Regions from separate parts of the Columba livia genome. Here regions 2 and 3 are each linked to region 1. A link is a contact called in public Hi-C data. All regions are on one chromosome and are shown on one strand. The core of a region is the stretch at or near the end of the contact, and the rest is flanking DNA. Distances in the headings are between cores, read along the strand shown. Region 1 holds the start of SLC35C1 (solute carrier family 35 member C1). Region 2 overlaps LOC102096178 (transmembrane protein 263-like). Region 3 holds the start of VPS18 (VPS18 core subunit of CORVET and HOPS complexes).

The links. Hi-C and Micro-C count contacts between places; a contact is called where the count stands out from the background.
Region 2: a Hi-C map of crop shows a contact between it and region 1, with 5 times the contacts expected there. The contact joins the enhancer-like site here to the promoter of SLC35C1 in region 1. A contact is called at or near these places in 2 of 2 Hi-C or Micro-C datasets (crop and liver).
Region 3: a Hi-C map of liver shows a contact between it and region 1, with 2.0 times the contacts expected there. The contact joins the promoter of VPS18 here to the promoter of SLC35C1 in region 1. A contact is called at or near these places in 2 of 2 Hi-C or Micro-C datasets (crop and liver).

What each region holds. Positions count from the first base shown.
Region 1 is chr5:42,154,187-42,157,324 of bColLiv1.pat.W.v2, reverse strand. SLC35C1 (solute carrier family 35 member C1) reads right to left here and starts at 1,659. Exons shown (of 3, transcript XM_065064667.1): 1 at 1,530-1,659; 2 at 895-1,430. The coding sequence starts at 1,621.
Region 2 is chr5:41,891,321-41,894,499 of bColLiv1.pat.W.v2, reverse strand. All of the region lies in intron 2 of LOC102096178 (transmembrane protein 263-like), which reads right to left. Among named protein-coding and RNA genes, the nearest start is that of ZFYVE19, 56 kb to the right of the region's middle. Within about 2 kb of position 1,304, at least 1 of the 3 cell types and tissues checked has an H3K27ac peak away from gene starts, as active enhancers do.
Region 3 is chr5:41,748,239-41,751,474 of bColLiv1.pat.W.v2, reverse strand. VPS18 (VPS18 core subunit of CORVET and HOPS complexes) reads left to right here and starts at 1,674. Exons shown (of 5, transcript XM_005502199.3): 1 at 1,674-1,865. The coding sequence starts at 1,775.

The sequences.
Region 1 (3,138 bases), core at 410-2,909:
TGCTCAGCTACGCTGCTACAGTCCAACGCTCCCACAGCTAAAGGAGATAGAGCCAGGGGGAAGGGTTTAGAGAAACTGTGTATGGCTGGCAGATGCCATTGCCTCGGGCAATATCTGAACACAGGACTAGCTGAAGGCAATTGCTTGCAACACTTGGGTGGAAAAAACAGTAGTTCTGTTCCTGTTCACCTCTTCTATGGAGATGGGATTCTCCTGTCTCATTTTCATTCAAGTACATCTACTTGTCTAAGCACATTTCAGCACCAGGGGCATCTAAGTAACCCTCCAGTGAAAGTAGTTTTTGGCATTACCAATGCCATTGGAATTAAAGACTTACAAGCAATTCCCATTAAGTCTAGTTGATGCCCCCCCCTATGTCCTAACCACACAACCAGATCTTCTGGTTGTGTTTTATGCTTGGCTAGATCACTTAATCCTTCATCAGGCACTCAGCCCATCTGAATTGGCTGGCTCCATTGTATGGTCCCAACAGTGCTGACATAAATACTGTTATTGTTACCAAAGTTAATAATCAACAAACACTTGTGAACAGGGAGAAAGCCAACTGCTGGTTTATGGCCTTTGTTGGGGGAAAAAGGCAAAGTGAATTCAACTTCATTAGAGGGTAGAGAGCTTTTCAGTGCCCAAAGGTAAAGTGAACCCATGGTCAAATAAGAAAAAGATCCTTTCTTAACAACTCACCCACATCCTCCAGACATGCGAAGCGGATTGCCCAAGGCAGAGCAAGGCATGAACCCGCAACTACCCCACCTCACCAGGGAGCCGCCATGCACATGGGGATGGCTTCCCAAGGGGAAGACACCCCACCTCTGTCTCTCTGGGTTCCTGGGGCCGCCTGCAGGGTGGGTGCAGCCTCCTCCCACTCCCCCTCACCTATGATGACTCCGCAGGCCAGGAGGGCATAGATGGAGGTGGTCTGCTTGAGGAGCAGGTAGGAGAGCAGCACGTTGAAGACGGTGGTGAGGGAGCGTCCCACGTTGTAGAAAGCCACGCCGACGTGCTTGAGGCAGAGGTTGTTGGAAGTGACCATGCCGATGAAGACGACAGAGAGGGGCAGGACGCTGCGGGACACCTTGGGGTCGAGGCGGAGGGCGGGCAGGCCGGGGCAGGGAGGCCCGCAAGCCGCCCCCAGGCTCAGGCCCAGGCACAAGGCGGCCGTCAGAGCACACTGGAAGAAGGTGACGAAGAGGGGGGCGTCGAGGCGCAGCGAGGGGCTGTCCAGCAGGTACTTGTTGAGAAAGACCATGGCGATGGAGGTGAACCAGTACAGGCAGACCACCACGGCGATGCGCAGGGCCCGCAGCAGGAAGGGCGCCTGCTGGTCCCCGCCGCCCTCCGCCGGCAGCAGCGGGTCGGTGGCGCCGCCGCCCAGCGCCATCCGCAGGATGCCCGTCCGCGTCAGCTGCGCCCTGCTCATGGCGGGCACGGGACGTCAGCCGGCGGCTGTCGGCTGTCGACCCCCGCCCCGGCCCCCCCGCGGCCTCCCCCCCACCGATAGCCCCGCTCACCCGCTGCCGCCGCCGCCGGCCCCGCTCTCCCCGGAGCGCCGCGGCCCCGCCCGCCGCCCTTTATTCACGCCCCGCGCCGGCCGCGCCGCCATGTCGGGGGAGGACCCGGCCCCGCCGCCCCGCCCCGGGCCCGGCCGCGGCAGGCCGGGGAGCCCGGGGTGGAGAGCTGGCGGGGACAGCGAGGGCAATTAACAACCCGGGTAGTTTAGCGAAGGGCAATCAACTGAGCGCGTTTCCTCATGCACCCCCGTGCAGCCAGAAGCCAAGGGCTTGGCCAGGGACCGTGGGGGAAGCGCTGCGACATCGCAGGAGTTCATGGTGGTTTATGGCAGCCGGACGAGGTGATCGGCGCCCCGTTTGTCCGGGGGCGGCGGGGCCGGGCGTGCGGGAGGTACCTGGCAGCAGCCCCCGTGTGGGGAACAACACCTGCTCCACCAGCTCCTGTCAGTGTCACCGTGATGTGCTGGTTGAGTCCGGGTCTTGCGCATTCAGTGATTTTCTAACACAGATTTTGCCCACAGCCCACCACAAAGTACAGGTCCGTACTCTGCTACCTAAGCCTTGTTTACAGAAATGAAGTTCTAATTTTTGTGGAGGTGCATAAAGCCTTCCCAATATGACCTGAATGAAGTAAGACATGGTGACATCTGCAAACAGCTCGTGAGGACAGTACAGGGAGGCATGGGCTGCCTTATTCCTCTTCCTGCAGCAATAACTTTGAAATCTAATCAGGAGAATGTCACTGCCAATGCCGTTGACTACCCCAGTACTGACGAGCAGCCTGTGCTGAACTCTGCACCGCCCTGCTACATTGCAAGCAATACAGGAGCTAACTCCTGTCAAGGTGGCTTGCATTTTGGGGTAACCTGTGCACGTCGTCCTGCTAAAACAGTTACCCCACAGGTCCCAAATCATTCTGGGTATAAAAGACCCATCTGCCCATACTCACATGCCAAAAGGTCCCACCTTCCCTTAATGGTGCTTTGTAACAAAGGGGTCTTTTCAAATACCAAACCAGCATGCTGTGGATTCAAACTGCAGAACAAAATAAATCTAAATTAATACCAGGTTCCATGTGGTTGGGGGTCGCAGTGGTGCGTTCAGTGTCAAACATTGGTAAGTATGATCCCCCACTCCTTATTTCAGCTGAGACTGCTGCAAAATGTCTGGTCCGCAATGTCCTGGGGCCCAGCAATTCACAGAGAGCACAATTAAGGGGATTTCAGAGGCGAGGACAGTGATGTTAATTGCCCGCATAGCGGCCATGCTCCTGCAGTCAAGGACAGAAGCATGGCAAGCGTTGTGGGGAAATTATGTACTTCATTAGACCAGTTGATGCAGCTGGAAAACATTTTGGACATAACACGCTTTTCTCAAACCTCTGAAATGGCACTTGATTTTTTTTCTCCCAGCTGCATCAGCTGGTTTCATAAAATATGTTGTCTTTTCTCATAGCCCTTTCCTTGTAAACAGGACATGGGCGGTGGGAACCACATTCCCTCTGGACAGAGAAAGTTGGTGCCTGGGTGTTTGCTCCAGACAGCCCAAGTACCCATTTCAGGGTGATGGAGAGCTCTGGGTATGTGCTGAGCACCAGCTCTCACCCCTG
Region 2 (3,179 bases), core at 55-2,554, 260 kb after region 1:
GAATAAGGTCAGGGTCACTGATTCATCAAATACAAGAGATCAAGATCTGAGTTGTCCAGCAAAGCAGATGCTGGTGTTTCATAACTTATCATGCTACAGAAGATTTAATCACCATCAGATTTCATTGCCATCACCTTCCTTGGGTAATTCAATGGAAAATAACAGAAAAGCAACGCAATTATAACAATTAACAGTGCACTGTATTAAGTGATCACCAACAGAACTCGGAAATGGCGAATAAAGAAGCAGCAACAGCTATAGCAAGGTGTTGCTGTACTTGGGTAACTGAATCTGGTTCTCTCACTATGATCAGAGCGTGATTTAACAGCAATCGTTCAAGATCACCAAGAATCTACCTGTAAGTAGCTCAGTGCTCAAACACACGGTGACACAGAGCAGCCGTGCTGAATCCTTGCAAAGAGGAGAGCATTTCAAACCATTTAAAACAGAGTTGCTCCTCTCCAGAGATCACTGTCCTTCACTGGTGGTGGTAATTCTGCACACACAGCCTTCCCTGAGAAGTGTGGAGCACACTAGCCTCAGCAGCACTCCAAATGCTAATTAATACTGCTCCCGCATGCTTGCCTAAGTGGGGGGGAGGGGGGAAAGAAAAAGTATGTTAACAAGATCAAAAAGAAAGGACAGATGAAGGGAGAGTAAAATATAAAAGTGTGGCTTGAGCAGATGAATCATGGAGCTGAGAGATAAAATATCATTTGGGGATAAACAGCCTTCCTGCGGCAGGAAGTGTGGAAAGCTTCCCTGGTAATGTCACAAAGTAGCTTACGGGCAAGGAGTTAATAGGTTTAAATACTTTCTCCGGCTGCCCGGATTGTGCGCAGGCGGTGTTCGAACCCCGCTCCTGCCGCCGGAGCGCGGGCAGCGCCGGAGCGGGGACGACGCGCCGCGAGGGGCATTGCCGGGCCTGCAGCGCCCCCCCGCGGCCGCAGCGGGGCACCTCCCGCCGCCCGCCCGCGCTCCACGGGCACAGACACCGCTCGGGACGGCCCGCGGCTCACCCACCGGGTTTGGCTTCCCCGCTTCAGGACGGGACACGGTGCACCAATGCCACTGATAACAGCGCGTCTCCATTACAAAATAAAAAGCCTTTTTTGACATCCAGTATCACTTAGAGGATCTTACATCAGCTGTACTTATTTACTCTTTTGGCTTACTTAAATATAAAAAACTCTAACTTTGACAGTAGATAAAATAAATGGATTCACATCACACACAGATACTAGCCTCTGCCTTGGTTACCTTTCAGGGATTTCCTGGCTAACCTCCTTTTTAAACCACAAAACTTTCTCTTGTTTCAAATATTGGTAGGCTGCCACACCACACCCAAAACCAATGCTCACTATACTTTACTACTTGTTACCCACACAGTCACTTCTTTAATTTAGTTATGTAAAATTGCCCCTTTATTTGCAGAAGTCCATATGCAACACTGTTCAGAAAGATGACGATCCCTGAAGGGTAACCTCTTTTTTTTTTTTTTTTTACTGCAATATTTATAGAGCACAGTGCTTCCAATTCCCCTCCTTTGAGGAGGGGAGTAAATATGCAGGGCAAGCTAGAAAACGAAGCCACTGTGATGCAATCTGGTGAAATAATGGATTGTGTTAGAAAGAGACAGACTCTGGAGAGCTTCCCATCCCTTACGCACTCATTACCAGAAGGCGAGCAGACACAGTCTCCAATTCATAGATCCCAGGAAACAAAAGTGCAGCAGTCATGACAACATGGTTCATTTACTTGTTGCAAAGCATTTGATTTAACTAGGAAAGTTCTATCAGAAGAAAACAGAAATCAGTAGTAGAGCAACAATAAGACGACAGTACTTAATGACATTTAATAGTAAAAGAACTTCAGAGATCTGTTTCTTTCATGGGGTATTTGTAATCACTCCTGCATCTACATGATTGAAGACTCCTGTTACCGAGCTCCACTAATACACTGAGCTGTAAGTTCAGCATCATCCTGACAGCCCTTTTTCAGCAGCAATTTTTCCATCTCTTCTCCCAAGCAAACTCTAGGTTCAGTTGTGCTCTCAGTATCCCTTCTATTTTGTTAATGTCACCGTAAATTTTAAAAGTACATACTGAGCTCAGACTTTAAAAGAACTCACAGTATCTACTGTAGCATTGCTTAACCACACCAGCTCAACTGTTAAAAGTTCTTTTTCCTCACATCAGAAAAATCACCATCTCCAGAGCACATACTACTCCTAGACCTCGCAACAAGACACAGAAGTGGAATATTAATACTGACATTTTTCATCCTCGTTCAAACCAGCAGGGTTGCAAGCAGAAGCAAATACTTTCAATTACAAAAATTTGGCTTGCAAAAATACTTAGCCACATTTTTAAAAACCCTTTCTGATTACACAATTCAAAGCCATTGTCTACAATCTAAGACTATTCCTGATAAACTGATGAGACAAGATGATCTCCTGTGTTTTACATTCCAGGATACGGTCCCTAGGCTCATGTAATCATCAGCTCAAGCTAGTAACCAGAATCCTTACTTCAACAATGCATTGTCATTACATGCTGACTTGGCATTACTTACAAAGGAAAAGGCTTAGAGAAAAAAAATTAAAAATATCAAGATTACCTCATATATATATATATATATATCTTACAACATCTTCCACATTTATTTCCTTCTGAATTTACAGTAGCTACAAAAAAAGAAACCTGCTTTTCACTTACCTCTATATACTGTAATTGCCAACATGGAGTATATGAAATGGTAGAACAGGAAATCACAACTTAATGGGAAAACGCTAACAAGATGCTCAACAAGAGGATATAGAGCAGCAAATTCCTAAAACCATCTACTTCGTTCATATTCCCTTTAAGTACGGCTGTCAATATAGATGCTGTATCAGCATCTTATTCTCTTAAAGGAAAAATATAAAACGCACTCCTGTTTCCCAGAGACATGACATGGTATTTTAACAGTAAGTTGCTAATAAGAATCTCAGCACTCTCTGCATTCTTTAAGCCATCCACAATGATTATGAGTGATTGTGTTTTAAAAGTCACTGAACTGCAGACAAAGCTCAAAATGTATTATCACTTGCAGCAATGTTAGCAGCTTCTATTCAAACGAAAGCAACACTTAATTTTGTGGCAATGTCTGCAACAATGTCTGCAACATCTACACAGTGG
Region 3 (3,236 bases), core at 425-2,924, 410 kb after region 1:
GATTTCTAGACATATTTTGAAAGAGTTTATTTCCCCCTTACCAAATAACCCTTCAGTCTTCTACTGCTAAAATTTTGACACACACACAAGTATAAGCAGCATTGCTGAAGGCAACAGGGGAGAACCTCATCCACAATATTTAATGCACAAGCATTTTATTCTCATGCACAACTGTTTCTATTCTATTCTGATCTGAAATTAGGGGTCAAGCTATGCTCAACCCCGTTACACAAACATGAGCTGAAGCTGCAACCAGTGCAGAGGAGGACTACCTGGATGCTCCAGGAAACTAATGACCTCCTCTCTTTAAGAGGAAAAAGGAAAGAACATCTTGGTTTGGTAAATCCTGGATTTGGTACATCTGAATGAAGGCTATGATCGATGCATTGGAGTTTTGCAAATGCAATTAACACTCTAAAATCTCCTTTACACTAAGGGGCAGTGTTTGAAGAAGAACAAATGGATTCAGACTAGCCACAGCTTATGTCAGACTGGAAATCAGAGCTTGAAATCATGGGAGTAATCAGCATTTGGAACGAGCTGGACCAGTCAGGGTTAAAAATACCCACGCTTCAAGCCAGAGCTTGATAAGAACAGAGAAAGGACTATATGATGTGGTATCTGCAAGAGTGGGATCTGATAGTCCAAGAAGTCCCTTCCTACCTCATTACCCTAAACCTAATGAATTTGTGTGTACCCTTTGAGAAGCTGAAAGAGAACAGTTGCTGTTTATGATGATCAGGATGACTGGAGAGCAAAGGAATGTGGTTTTGTTGTTTTGGCTCACAGCTGCCACGTATAGAGGGTAAACAGCAGAGGCTGGGGCTGGGTCCCGGCTCCAGCCAGCGCTGGCAGGGAGGGTGAGTCAGGAAGAGCCATCTGATGTTTTTAGCAAAGCCGGCAGAGGTGACCCCATGGAGGGGCACCACAGGAGCCTCTGGGGACCCAGCTGGCATGGGACCTGCGTGTCTGTCCCAGCCCTGTGGAGAAGGCCTGGAGAAGGAACCCTAGCTTCTTGTGGGTGAGGTGTCCAGGGCCAGCACAGACAACAAGGAGCTGCCACTTTCTTGCTTGTGCAGAGGCAAGCACAGGCACCGCTGCTGGCCTTGCCTCGCTCGGGGTGGGAAGAACTCCTGCACCCTGTCATGGATGGATCCCTCTGTGCTGCAAGCTGTCCCGCACCCTGTGAAGCATTTCCCTGTTCCTTCCAAAAAGTGCTGTGAGGGTTCAATATGATATACAGTGTAATAACATACATACAGTATGTACATCTATATTCATTTTATATAGGATGAAACCCAAAAGTGTTGTGTAACGAATTAGTGTTTTTGTTAATGCCATTGCTATAAATTCAGCTAGTTTAATCTCGAGGATGAGGCTAGAACAACGGCCCTTAAGCACTATTTAGTACTCCAGAACCTCAGCTCTGAATTCCTATTTCGTGACACACAAGCCGGGTTCTAATCTAGAAAGCTGGGATAAACTCGCAGAGCAAATCTAGCACAGTTCACGCACAGCCTTACGCTGCATCGCCATATGCTTTGCCACAATCATAATCTTAGCAACAAACCTAACATTTTACTGCCCCACGCCCCATATTTGACGGTCACCCCTTCTCTCAAGGGGACTCTCCACCCCGGCGGAGGGGCGGGGCAGTGGCGCAGGCGCAGTGCGCGCCGGACGGCCACGTGACACGGGTCAGCTGAGCGTTGGCGGAAGTGGCCGGTGCGGGGTTGGGGTGCCCGTGGCCGTTGACGGGTGCCCGTTGGCCGCCATGGCCTCCATCCTGGACGAGTACGAGGATTCCCTGTACCGCTCCGCCTCAGTGCAGCAGAGCCGCGCCAGCGTGGGCATCCCGCACTCCGGTAGGTGCGCGGCGGCGCCCACGCAGCCCTCTGCCCATGCTGGCCCCGGGGGCAGCGCGGCCCTGAGGTTACAGCCAGGCCCTGGGCACGTCGTGTCCCCCCCGTCCGCCCAGGGGAGGTCTAGGCCCGGTGTCCGGCCGTCTGGAGGCCTGCTCCCCCCAGTAGTCCCTCTGCGGGGCCTCCAGTGCGCAGGGAGCCCCGCTATGGGTTTCCCTGCAGGGAAGGGGAGGCAAGGTGGCAGTTCCTTAGCTGGGGGCGGGCTGAGGAGTGGTGGATGTCAGGCTGAGGGGAATGCTTCCAGTAAAAAAGTGTATCACCGCGTATGTGGTGTAACATTCAGATGCGATTTGTTTTGCCATCATTTGCTGTGTGAAATGTTTTGACGCAAGGGACACTCAATTCCTGATGAAGCTCAGGGGTGGTGCAGGGCATCCTAGCAAAACTGACGTGCTGGTTATCCGTGGGAGGGCTTCATAAGGCCATACCTGCCTGTGCTGTGAAGTGGCATGTGGTGGAAACGTGTGTACGTGAACTGGCCTGCCTTTGTAGTCACAAGTTATAACCACGCCTCAGAACTACTTGGTTCAGAGCTGTGGTAGTTGTCTGACATTGTCTCATCAGCTTGCTTCCTTTTTTTTCCCCCCTTCATCCTCTCTGAGGAACTCAGCTGTTATGGCCACAGTATTCTGGATGTGGGCACAGTTGTACCTGCCTGGAATTAGTTTCCTAACCCAGGTGCAGTTTGCCAAAGGCATCATTGTTTGGAATGTTTCCTCTAGGCTGACTACATGAGGGCAAGGTTACTGCTGAAAAGAATTACCAAGAAAGCAATCTATATCACTATTAAACTTTTCTGTTAAGATCTGTGAAGCTTTGATATACTGCAGTGTCCAGGGAGGTGTCCAATCAATGTAAAGTAACAGTGTGATGGTGAGCCAGTTGTTCCTTTCATGTGCGAGAAAGTATACAAATGGCAAGCATATACTGTGATAAGTTCAAGGTTTATTAGGTTCTATAATTGTTCCCTCTTAGATGACACATCACAACGTTTTTTTGAGTATAACAGGGAAATACAAGTTATGAGCGGATTCTGTTCTGCCTGGTCTTGTCATGGTCGCACCAGCTGCCATGCAGAGCTGGCATTTTTGAGTTTGGAAATGCATGGATGCATTCTTTGATGATTTTTCTTCATATGGTGTTGCCCACTGTTAACCTTTGGGGAAACCAGCTTGTGAGGTTTACATATGTGCTAAGAATTGGTGAGTTATGTCATATTATGTATATTCTTGAGTATAAATACACAGAATTTCTCTAAGTACTGAGGTAGGTATGTTCCCTGTGTTTGTTTTAGCATGTGTAGTTATTTTGTTG